Regions from separate parts of the Mus musculus genome. Here all the other regions are linked to region 3. A link is a contact called in public Hi-C and HiChIP or PLAC-seq data. All regions are on one chromosome and are shown on one strand. The core of a region is the stretch at or near the end of the contact, and the rest is flanking DNA. Distances in the headings are between cores, read along the strand shown.

Region 1 (3,410 bases), core at 399-2,898, 88 kb before region 3:
CTGGTCCTCCAGGGAGGATGGCTCTTTCTTCCTGCATCACAATCACACAGCCTCCCGATCAAAGCTGACCACTGTCCCCTTGGCTCCCTCCCTTGTCACCCCAGACCTATCTCTGTCCTCTAACCTACTCACCTCTCCTTTACTTCTGCCACACGAGACACTCTGGAATTGTCTTGACCTCTCCAGCGGTCCCTTAGAAGACCTATTCAGCTTTCACTGGACACCCAGTCAGCTTTCACGGGACCAACTGTTCTTTTCTTAGGTTGACCCTATCCAATCCGGACTTTCTGTGCTCAGGCTGACTTAAACTCATAAATTAAACTCAAAGTAGAGAAAGCCTGAGCCTGTGGTCAGGATGAAAACCCACTTCCATTCTGTCTCTCTGTAGGAAAGACAGTCGCCTGCCTCAGTTTCCCCCTCCTCAATAAGAATTTTCACACTGAAAGTTGCCCCAGGCCTGCACTGGAGTTCTTGCCTGCCTTCTGGCAAGAGTTTGCACTCTCGTGGGTATTTCTATGCTGTAGTCCTGGAGACACAGAGAAGTGACCTCCTCAAAGTCCAGAGACTGATGGACCTCGGGAGTGGAGTGCCACCAGAGACTGATGATGATGTGGAACCAGAAAGACCCTAGAACCCTGGGAGTCCAGAGATAGTGGAAGTAGGGCCTGGCCCTGCCACCCTCTTCCTCTCCACCCTCACTACCTTCTTTGGGCGCATTGACGTCCCAGACGCTCCACATCTGCACGAAGAAGAAAGGCGTCCAGCACACGATGAAGGCCAGAACAATGATGAAGGTCATCTTCACTGTGCGGATTTTGGCCTTGGAGATAAGCTTGACACTACTGACCCGTGCCAACGCCGCACGGCCAGCTCCACCGGCTGCGTCACTCCCCTCGGCAGCTGCCGCCGCGGCTGCCGTCTTGAGTCGCAGATTCTGCCAGATCTTGAAGCTGATGAGACCATAGCAGGCGGCCAGCACGATGACCGGTACAATGTAGACGGCGAGCGTGATCCACGTGACGTAGGCCTTGGGTCCCCAGGGCTGGATGAAGACCGCCCAGCAATCGAAGACGCCGTCCGCCACTTCGCGCAGCGAGAAAATGTGCACCTGCGGCACGCTGGCCACCAGGCAGCCGAGCCACGTCGCCAGCACCGCCAGGCGGTCGGTTCGGCGGCGCAGTGAGCGCAGCGGCTGGCAGATGGCCAGGCAGCGGTCGAGCGACATCAGCAACAGCAGGTAGGTGGAGGCGAACATGCCCACCACCTGCAAGTATTTGACCAGACGACACAGCAGGTCGGGCCCGTAGAAGCGGAAGGTGATGTCCCACAGCAGCTGCGGGAGAACCTGGAACACGGCCACCACCAGGTCGGCGATGCTCAGGTGCTTCATGAAAAAGAAGAGGCGCGAGTGCTTGTGGCGCGTCGTACGCAGCGCCAGCAGCACGCACGCGTTGCCACTCAGAGCCAGGAACAGTATGAGACACAGGACCGCCACCTCCACGCGCGCCAGGGCCTCGTTGCGTCGTGGCGGCCCGGCCGTGAGGTTACCCTCCGCCCCTGGTGGCACTCCACTCCCGAGGTCCAACTCGATACTCCAGTTGGCTGCGGGCGTGCCCTCCATGACCAACCGCGACCGCGACCGCGACCCTGAGGGAGCACCCGGCCTTGAGGCTCTTTAAAGTGTGGCACGTGGGGCGGGGCCCGGCGCTCAGTCCAGGTGTCTATGGGAGCACTCTGGCACTGACCTGCCTGTCCTCTCCCTGAAACAAACCAGGAGAACCGTGACAAGACCGTTGCGCTTCACTTAGGACCCGCGAGTGGGGCGTGTGTGTCCCCTCCCTGGGAATTTGAAGTTACCTGAGTCTCAGTGCACCAGCCCAGCCTTGGAGCTGCGCAGTGGTGGTGACTTCTCGGTGGTGACCGTAGGAATCCTAGTTTGAGGTACCTCCTTTGAGCTTCTGCAGATGCCCCTGCGCTTAGGTCCCAGGAAAGAGTCAGCCGCTCTGCCTGCAGAGAGGAAGCTTGCGATTAACCACTCTGCCCAAGAACAAGGACACACACCCCCAGCAGCCTCTCCCCACAGAGAACCCCCAAACCTACACCTCTCCTGTCAGGACACAGCACAGCCACGCCCTAAGGGATCCCCGAAGCCAGCCCCCGTAGTAAAAAGCTTTACTACGGGTACATCTTCCTGGGGTCCCCCCAAAAGCCCATCCTTCTTCACCTCCTGCTTCCAAGACTCAGCCCCAGCTCCCACAACTTCCCAACGCCGCTTGCTTCCGGAGGGACTCCCGCCTGCGAGCATAGTGCCCCCTCCTTACCTCCCACCCACCCCCACCCCCACCCCCACCCCCGCGCAACGCAAGGCTGCTATGCCAAAGACCCCAGAGGACGCCTTTCACAGAATCCCCAGCCCAGGAGCCCCGACAGTCAGGGGCTTTGCACCTTCGTCCAAGCTGTCACTTTTCAGTCTCTCTCGGTACACCCTGAGCACCTCCCGGAACCAGAGACGTGAAACGCGCCAGATCCTTCCCTCCGAACCTGAGGGTCCTACAGGTAGGTCCTAGGCATCCTGTCGCCACAGTGCGCAGGACCCAGCCACTTGAAGCGAGACTGCAGGTTAGCCCAAAGTTGCCTTGCCACCGGGGAAGTTGCACCACAGTGGATGGCCTCAGAGATGCATGGATTCTCCGCCCAGATTGGGAAAGCTGCTGGCGCCACCCTCCGTGCCACCAGGGGTAGAGATCTCGGCGTCTTTGCAAACTCCTACCTAGCCTGCGGCTTTGCTGGTGGCTGGATGCCTTAGGAAGGCAAGGGGAGAGCGCCAGCCAGGCTGTGAGCTGACCGAGTCAGCGCGCGGCGCTGTCTGAAGCTTTTCCACAACGGGAACCCTGAGCTGCGGCACCACATATGTCCGCTAGGGGGCAGAGCAAACCGGCCGCGGCGATCCCAGTGATCCGGGTCAGCTAACCCGGTAGTCGCTCAGATTTATTTCATAGTAGCTTAAAATTCCCAAACAACCCACCTAGCTCCTTCCTCTCTCGGTTTAGCTCTTGACGTTCTCAGAGATATAGGAACCTTGGAAAGTGACATTTGTTTTTCCCTGAGTAAATTGTAATAAAGACGCATTTCTTCGCCTTTTCGGTTTTTTTTTTTCCTTTACATCTTTTTAAAGAGAGCTCAGCTTAAGTTCTGTCTTTGGACTCGCTTTGCTCACATTCGCTTTAAGAAGAAATGGGAGATGTCTGCCCCTCCCACCAGCCTTGAGAGAAATCTTTATTTTAGGCTCTTTATGATGGAAATCTCTCTCTCTCTGTCTCTCTGACTCTCTCTGTCTCTCTGTCTCTCTCTCCCTCTCTCTCTCTCTCTCTCTCTCTCTCTCTCTCACACACACACACACACACACACAC
Region 2 (3,470 bases), core at 145-2,644, 120 kb after region 3:
TGCTTGTGCTGGGCAGTGGTGGCACATGCCTTTAATCCCAGCACTTGGAAGGCAGAGGCATTGAGGTCTGTGAGTTCTAGGCTAGCCTGGTCTACAGAGCTAGTTCTGGGATAGGCAGGGATTCAACAAAGGAGGCCTGTCTCAAAAAACAACACACACACACAAAATAAAACAAACAATAATCAGTTGTGGAAGGGAAATGTTCAGGTTGTAATAGATGCATTGTTTGTAAGAACAGAAGGAAAAAGCCTGCACTCAGAGGACAGAGCTAGTTACGGGACAGCCAAGGATATCCAAAAAAACCCCTGTCTCAAAAAACAACAATTATAAAAGCAAAGAATAACCAACTGTCATAGGGAAACCGTCTAGGTTATAACAGATACAACGTAAGCCTGCTGCACTCAGCAGACAGAGGCAGGAGGGCTACCCAATCTTGGTAGAAAACAAACATCAAAACAAAAAACATCCACCGGATGGGCAGAGGTGGCACACATCTTTAATCCCAGCACTTGGGAGGCAGAGGCAGACAAGCAGATCTCGCTGAGTTCAAGGCCAGCCTGGTCCTACAAGAGCAAGGCTACACAAAGAAACCCTGTCTCAAAAACAATCAAACAAACAAACAACACATCCTACTAAATGTTATTTAAGGGAGATAATTCAGTATGCAATAATTCCTTAAAAGGAAAGGCTAAGCGCTGGGTCTAGGTCCTGGTCTCTCTTTTAAAAAGATGTGAGCCAGGGGCTACAGGGTATGACCTCGTCTCCTAAATTAATAAAATAAATAAAAGTTAAATAAAGAGAGATGCGTCATTATTGAGTCATGGAGGGCACATTAGGCAGGGAAGCCGGATGCAGTGTGTTAAGAACGTGGAGGACTTCTGGACCACAGCCAGAAATGGAAAACCATGATAAGCGGACCCTCTGCTATACTGCTTGATTATAAAATGTCATCCGATGCAACGTCCACACAAATCACGAGTGGTGTCACTGTTAACACAGGAGTCCTCGTAGGATGTGATGTCACCATCGTTGACACTACTTTACGGGGAGACGCGGTGATAGTGACAGAAACCCAAAACATCCGGTTCGTTAGGGCGGCGACCTAAGGCTGACTGCGCAGGGCCGCGGCGCGTTCCCGGACCGTCTCGGGGGTTGGAAACTGAGGACCGGCGTCGCGAGGCCAGGTTAGGGCCGAGGCGGCGGCGCGCGGACCGGGGTGCCTGTTCGCACCGACGACGTCCGCGCCCCGGCCTTCCCCCGACACTCACCTTCATCACCGCCAACCCCGGAGGCCATCGCGGCTCGGCCAGGACCTCCATGGCCGCACCTGATGAGACCGCCAGCTACCGGCCCGCCACGCAGCTCCTCTACTCGAAATTCCCCGCGCTACACCGTACGTCAGCTACGTGCGGCGCGCTCGCGGCGAGCGCACGGCATGCTGGGAGCTGTAGTTCTTGTGCGTTGGACGTTAGCGGCTTCGGAAGACCGAAGGGGAAAAAGTGAGACATTCCAGGGCGTAGCCTGGAGCGATGCAGGCGTTTGGACCTCTTGGATCCCGAGAGACAAGAAGATAAGTGAAAGATTAAAAGCAGCTTTAATCTGTCTTATAAAATGAATAAACAAAAGATTCCGGAAGGTGATTGAATATTAGGAAAAAGAAACCAAATGAAGCCTAAGCCTTGGTAGAGAGTTCAAGATCTAGGCTCAGGTCTTCCCTCTTCAGGTAGTAATCTCTGGTTGCTTTAGAGATCTGTCTTGCTCCTTGAAAATATCTAAAGTTACACTTCTGTCTCAACTCCTCTTTCTGTAAGCATCCACGAGAGCCACATAGAGCCTCTGTTCTTCAAAGGTAACCACGGCTAATATTGGCACTTAGTTCTCAGATAGTCCCCATGTATAAAAGGACCAGTGTTAGCAAAGAGTGTTATTAAATCAGTTTAACAGGAACCCACATTCTTTTTTATCAAATTACTCCATCTACTTGAGAGGCTCCTCACCCTCTTCCATCTCCCAGGTGACGCCTTATCTCCCGGACCTGTCTCCAGAAAGGTTCCTTTTAGGCTCATTTAACCAGAGCTCCATTATCTGGATGTGGAACGCTGACCAACACACAGCCAGCCTGGCTACTCAGTTCAGCACTCATCTTCTGCCTTCTGTGGGCCTCCGCTGTACTAGGTCTCAGGGGCCACAAGTTGGTCCAGATGACTCGCAAGACAGAATCCCGAAGCTTGCGGTATCACTGATACCCCGGTGGCCCACACATTCACCGATTCAACATGTATGTTTTGAAGACTTACAATGGACCAGGCATGTGAGCTCTCCTGGAAAGTAGGGGGAGAGATGTGGCTGTTACAGACACTTTACAGGTGTGAAGACTAAAACCCAGCAGGTTAGGAATTCATTCTTTTGAGTTTTTATCATAAAATAATCCCTGTAATCTGAGCCAATTAATTTTTCCTAGCCTACAGTCACAGATGAACTGTGCAACACCAACACAAACAACATTTAGGTGATAGTTTACTTATTACAGTAATAGCTAACACATATTAGACCACCTGTATTCAAAGCACTCCTGTGGCTTTGGGTTGTTTTGTTTTGTTTTGTTTTTGCATCATGCACTTACTTGGTTTACTCATTATTCAAAGGAAAGAAAAATGGGTAATTGGTGCAGAGCATTCTGCAGCTAAGTAGAAGCAGGGCTTGAACTCAGGATGTTGGGCTTTTGAGCATATAAACTACCACAGAATCGTCTCATAAGAGTCTGTCTGGTCAAGACAGTTCTTTCCGCATGCAGATACGGAACCCAGTGTCAGAACAGCAAGAGGATTCAGACACTGAATCTAGCAAGTCGGCAGCCAGGAGGTAAATGGCAGATTAGATGCAAGGTGGATTTGTACCAACCCATCAGGGGAGAGTACTCACATGAACTCTAGGTTGAGTTGGGTGCTGCTGGATAGTTCTGGGAACATCGGAGGGGCAGGTGGCAGATTAGATGCAAGGTGGATTTGTACCAACCCATCAGGGGAGAGTACTCACATGAACTCTAGGTTGAGTTGGGTGCTGCTGGATAGTTCTGGGAACATCGGAGGGGCAGGTTGCCGTGCAAAGATACGGCAATAACAAAAAAGCAAGTTTGCCATAGTTATTCCTTTAGGGTTCTCTTTGGATACTGGGCAATTAGGTTAACAAATGACTGGGGAGTGAAAGAGAAATGTGTGAGAAAAGAGGGAAGAATAGGGGAGGGACAGAGAGAGGGGGAGGAAAGGAAGAGAGGGGGGAAGGAGGGAGGGAAATGAGGAAAGAGAGAAAAGAGGTGGGGCTGGGGAGGCACTCTCTTCTCTGCAGAGCCTCCAGGTCACACCCCAATGCCATTCATCTCTGAACTCTTGCCACCAACCACTCAGTGAGATGGAATTAATGAGCAAATTACCAGTGAGCTCACATTCCCAGGTCATCTTTTCCTCCTGAGC
Region 3 (3,427 bases), core at 182-2,681:
CTCAAGTTAGGTTTCTGTTGTGGAGAGCCCTGGGGCTAATTATATTTGTTGTTAATTCCGTTCTCTTGTGAGTGGTTGCGAACAAGGAATGGGTCAACACTCAGGTGATTTCCTGTAAACCTGCTTCCCACCTTAATTTGTAAAATAAAGGAGAGCTGATGATTGGACAGATAAGAGGGAAGGTGGAGCAGAAGGTAGAGAGAGAGAAGAAGGAGAAAATGGAAGAGGGAGAGGATGCAGAGGAAGAGGAAGACAAAGAAGAGCAGAGCAGAAGCACATGGCCTGGAGAAACCGCAAGTTCTAAGGGGACTCAGATGTGGAAGGTGGTAGTGTAGCGGTAGATCTGCCCAATCTAGGTGCACAGCATGTGTTCATATTAACTGTGTTGTGTTTTCTTTGCTGGGGCATATCTGGGAAGAGATTTACTGCAACAGGTAGACAGAGCATGCAGAACCCACAGAACTTTCAAGGGAAAATGATTCAACTATCAACTTAGCTTAGTGGTTCTCAACCATAGAGAATCATTCCGGGGGAGAGGGGGCTTTCAAAAAACACTATCTCCAAGACTAAGCACAGACCAATTAAATCAGTCTCTCTAAGGCCAAAGAATGGGTCTCTATGTTTCCTCAAAACACAGAGTAGAGAGCCACTGTTCTGGAACACTCTGCCCACCTTGAAGAAGAAACAGTCCCAGAAAGGTGAATGGAGTTGAGTTGCTGGGGGATGTCTTGTTTTGTTTTGTTTTGTTTTGTTTTGCTTTGTTTTCATATTTGATCTTCATTTTAAGCTGTCAGAAGACCTTATGGGCTCTGATTCTATCTGCCAATGACAAGGTCTTTTCCAGCCAGCTCACTTAGTCGGTTTGTTTCTTGTGTCCTCACCCAGTCCTCTATATTGCCGACAGGGTAAGACCCTGAAGGTTTGTTACAGGCAGAGATGGGCAAGATGGTAGCAGAGCATTTCAGGTGAAAAGGATGTAGGGTCTGGAGACCCCAAAAGTCACTCTGAACATTCTGAAAGGCTGAGGTTGGTCTCTGTGCCCAGGCACTATGTAGATGTTCTCCTGGGAACAAGGCTCTTCCTTCTGATGACTGCTCCTCACCTAAGATCACAGAACTCTGTGGCCTTACCCACTGCCTCAGCCCCAGCACAGGTCAGAGGTCCAACGAACACTCAGGAGTTGTTTTCTGGGCACCTCTGATGAGCCAGGGACTCCACTTAAGAAAAGAAGATGAACAGGAAATCCAGTACTTCCTAGGCACCTGCCTTTACAGAGTTGTCATTCTATTGAGCAAGTGTTGCTTCCTGTGACTGCTGCACCAGAACCGTTAAAAAGGAAGGGTGACTCAAATCAGCAGCGGAGTACAACAGAGCCTGTGGAATTCAGAAACAGGAGTGTTTAGGAACTAGGCGGTCTTTAAGAGCAGACTGTGGCTATATTTAGCAGCTATTGTGAATTCTCTCCCCTACGTTGGCAGCAGAGCTCCAGTGGTGCCATTGCTGATTGACTGGTAGCAGCATGGCACCAACAATGTCACTACTTGGCTGGCTGTTGGCCTCATCTTTGAGGAAGCATGGCCTGCATGGATGTATGAATCAGTCCTCTCTTCCCTTGATGCTCGTGGGTAGGAAGTTTTATTGCTGGTCCCCATCTAGGTCCTTCCTCAGTTTAACTCTGGATTTGGGACTGGGTACCCACTACCCCTTAGCTTCAGGAAGCTAAGAGTCTGGCTAAGAATTGGGTGTAATCCTAAAAGCAGAAGCCACGGAACCAGTAGGATGCTTGTTCGGCCAACACTTATGGGGCCAGCTTGAGCAGGTCAAGCCAAGCTTGTAGCACTTGACCCACAGTGTGCCTAAGCTAACAGCCAGTGGAAGACCCAAGAGTGAGGCAGCAAACTGAGGTCTCCAATTGTTTACCCTGATGAGGGTCTCAGAGATCCTGGGCTGCTGCCTCTACATTTAAACTGTAAAAAAGTTTACAGGTTCATTTAAGGGTGCAGGAGAAAGCTCATCGTATGGATGAACCCAGGAGAAGACACCAGCACAAGCAAAAGCTCTGCCCTCTCTTGCACCAGGTCCCCTGAGACTTGCACCCCAATTCGCACCCTAATTGCACTGTTTCTCTCCAGTGTTTTGGGGTGAGACTTCATCTCGCTCAAGCTCTGCAAGGATTTCCGAACTGTCCTTTCTAGGCAGGACTGTGGAGAGAGTGGAATGAAAGGACACAGCCTCAGCATGGGAGAGGTCACCTAGCTAAGAGGGCAGGCACCCAGTGTCTCTCCCCACCCCCACGGCCCCCATCTCGGAGTAGTTCTAGGATGCTCTCCAGAGGCCTGTGCTGTGATGGAGCAGCACCAACTGCTCATCTGTTAGTGGCTGCAGTAACTACAGACAGGGAGCAGTGCCTACTGGACCTGAAGGAGGTGATAGAGCAGAGACCGTCCTTGGTGGTGTCAACTAAAATGACAATCAGAGCTCTTCCGAATAATAACAGGTATTTATAATAGCACAGCCCTGCCATGGAAATAATATGTGTGTCATAGTGAGCTGGATGTACACAGATGAGGCAGAGGGAAGGTTCTAAAGGTGAAATGAGAAAGATTATGTAAGATACTTAAATATACTTTAGCAATAACCCAAGGCCACAGTGATTAGTAACAATGGCAGTGCTGCTCTGAGCCTAGACAGAGCTGCTAAGCAAATACTTCTGCAGGAGTGTGTGTGTGTGTGTTTTAATAGGCATACACATGCAATCTTTTCCTTCATATTCTCTTGGCTTAATTTAGGCTGGAGCTTGACAAAAGTGACCCCAGATACTGTGCTTGCTTACACCAGAATCTTCCATCTCCACCCATCTTGTTTCCTGCACATGACCTGTACAAGCCCCACTTGGAGACTATTCATGGGGTGGGGGGCACAATGGACATGCCATGTACCCAATGCTGGAGATAACACCAAGGTTGGACCTCTGTATGTGCAAGTCAGACAAAAGTGAGTTCTAGGTCCTGTGCTGACTACATCTGTATTCATTCAGTCATTGCTAGGAGTTAGGTTTGTGGCAGACAGAGTCCTAAATTAGCCCCCAGATCCCCATCCTGCGATATGTACCCTGTAAAATCTCTTGCTTTTGATATGGAAGGACCCTGTGTTTACTATGAAGTATCACTTTCTTGGTGAGGTCCTATTAGTCTGTCATGGTTGACAGTAGTTGACATAGAATTAATTCTCTTGCTGGCTTTGGTGACAAGAGCTGCAGTATTGTGAGGTTACATGAAGAGGAGCTGAGGGTGGCTTCTAAGGGCTTGGAGAAATCTCCAGCTGACATCTAGCAAGAAAATGAGGACCTCAGCGCTATAGTCATGACTGGATTCTGCCTACCACCTGAATAGCTTGGACAGAGACCCTGAGTTGCAGCGGAGCTCTT

Evidence for each region. A called contact is a pair of places that touch in the nucleus more often than the background predicts. HiChIP or PLAC-seq counts read pairs in DNA pulled down with a chosen protein or histone mark.
Region 1: a contact with region 3 is called in an H3K4me3 HiChIP or PLAC-seq map of bone marrow-derived macrophages, with 2.0 times the contacts expected there. The contact joins the promoter of Oxtr here to the enhancer-like site in region 3. A contact is called at or near these places in 2 of 39 promoter capture datasets (both in liver), 1 of 15 datasets of contacts at CTCF or cohesin (liver), 15 of 484 Hi-C or Micro-C datasets (the G1E-ER4 cell line, brown adipocytes, cerebral cortex and 6 more), 2 of 115 datasets of contacts at active chromatin or transcription factors (bone marrow-derived macrophages and embryonic stem cells) and 2 of 9 other capture datasets (adipose tissue and pancreatic islet).
Region 2: a contact with region 3 is called in a Hi-C map of double positive thymocytes, with 3 times the contacts expected there. The contact joins the promoter of Rad18 here to the enhancer-like site in region 3. A contact is called at or near these places in 1 of 39 promoter capture datasets (HPC-7-derived erythroid cells), 13 of 484 Hi-C or Micro-C datasets (cerebral cortex, cortical neurons, double positive thymocytes and 5 more), 2 of 115 datasets of contacts at active chromatin or transcription factors (bone marrow-derived macrophages and embryonic stem cells) and 2 of 9 other capture datasets (macrophages and pancreatic islet).

Annotation. Positions count from the first base shown.
Region 1 is chr6:112,488,177-112,491,586 of GRCm38.p6, forward strand. Oxtr (oxytocin receptor) reads right to left here and starts at 1,649. Exons shown (of 2, transcript NM_001081147.2): 1 at 703-1,649. The coding sequence starts at 1,621.
Region 2 is chr6:112,695,276-112,698,745 of GRCm38.p6, forward strand. Rad18 (RAD18 E3 ubiquitin protein ligase) reads right to left here and starts at 1,395. Exons shown (of 12, transcript NM_021385.2): 1 at 1,269-1,395. The coding sequence starts at 1,319. It overlaps Gm35824 (a long non-coding RNA gene), which reads left to right and starts at 1,393. Exons shown (of 2, transcript XR_377964.4): 1 at 1,393-2,980; 2 at 3,095-3,212.
Region 3 is chr6:112,576,035-112,579,461 of GRCm38.p6, forward strand. No RefSeq gene overlaps it. Among named protein-coding and RNA genes, the nearest start is that of Gm23002, 15 kb to the right of the region's middle. Within about 2 kb of position 1,432, at least 62 of the 459 cell types and tissues checked have an H3K27ac peak or open chromatin away from gene starts, as enhancers often do. A contact at or near this core is called in bone marrow-derived macrophages, double positive thymocytes and granulocyte-monocyte progenitors, where this site is marked.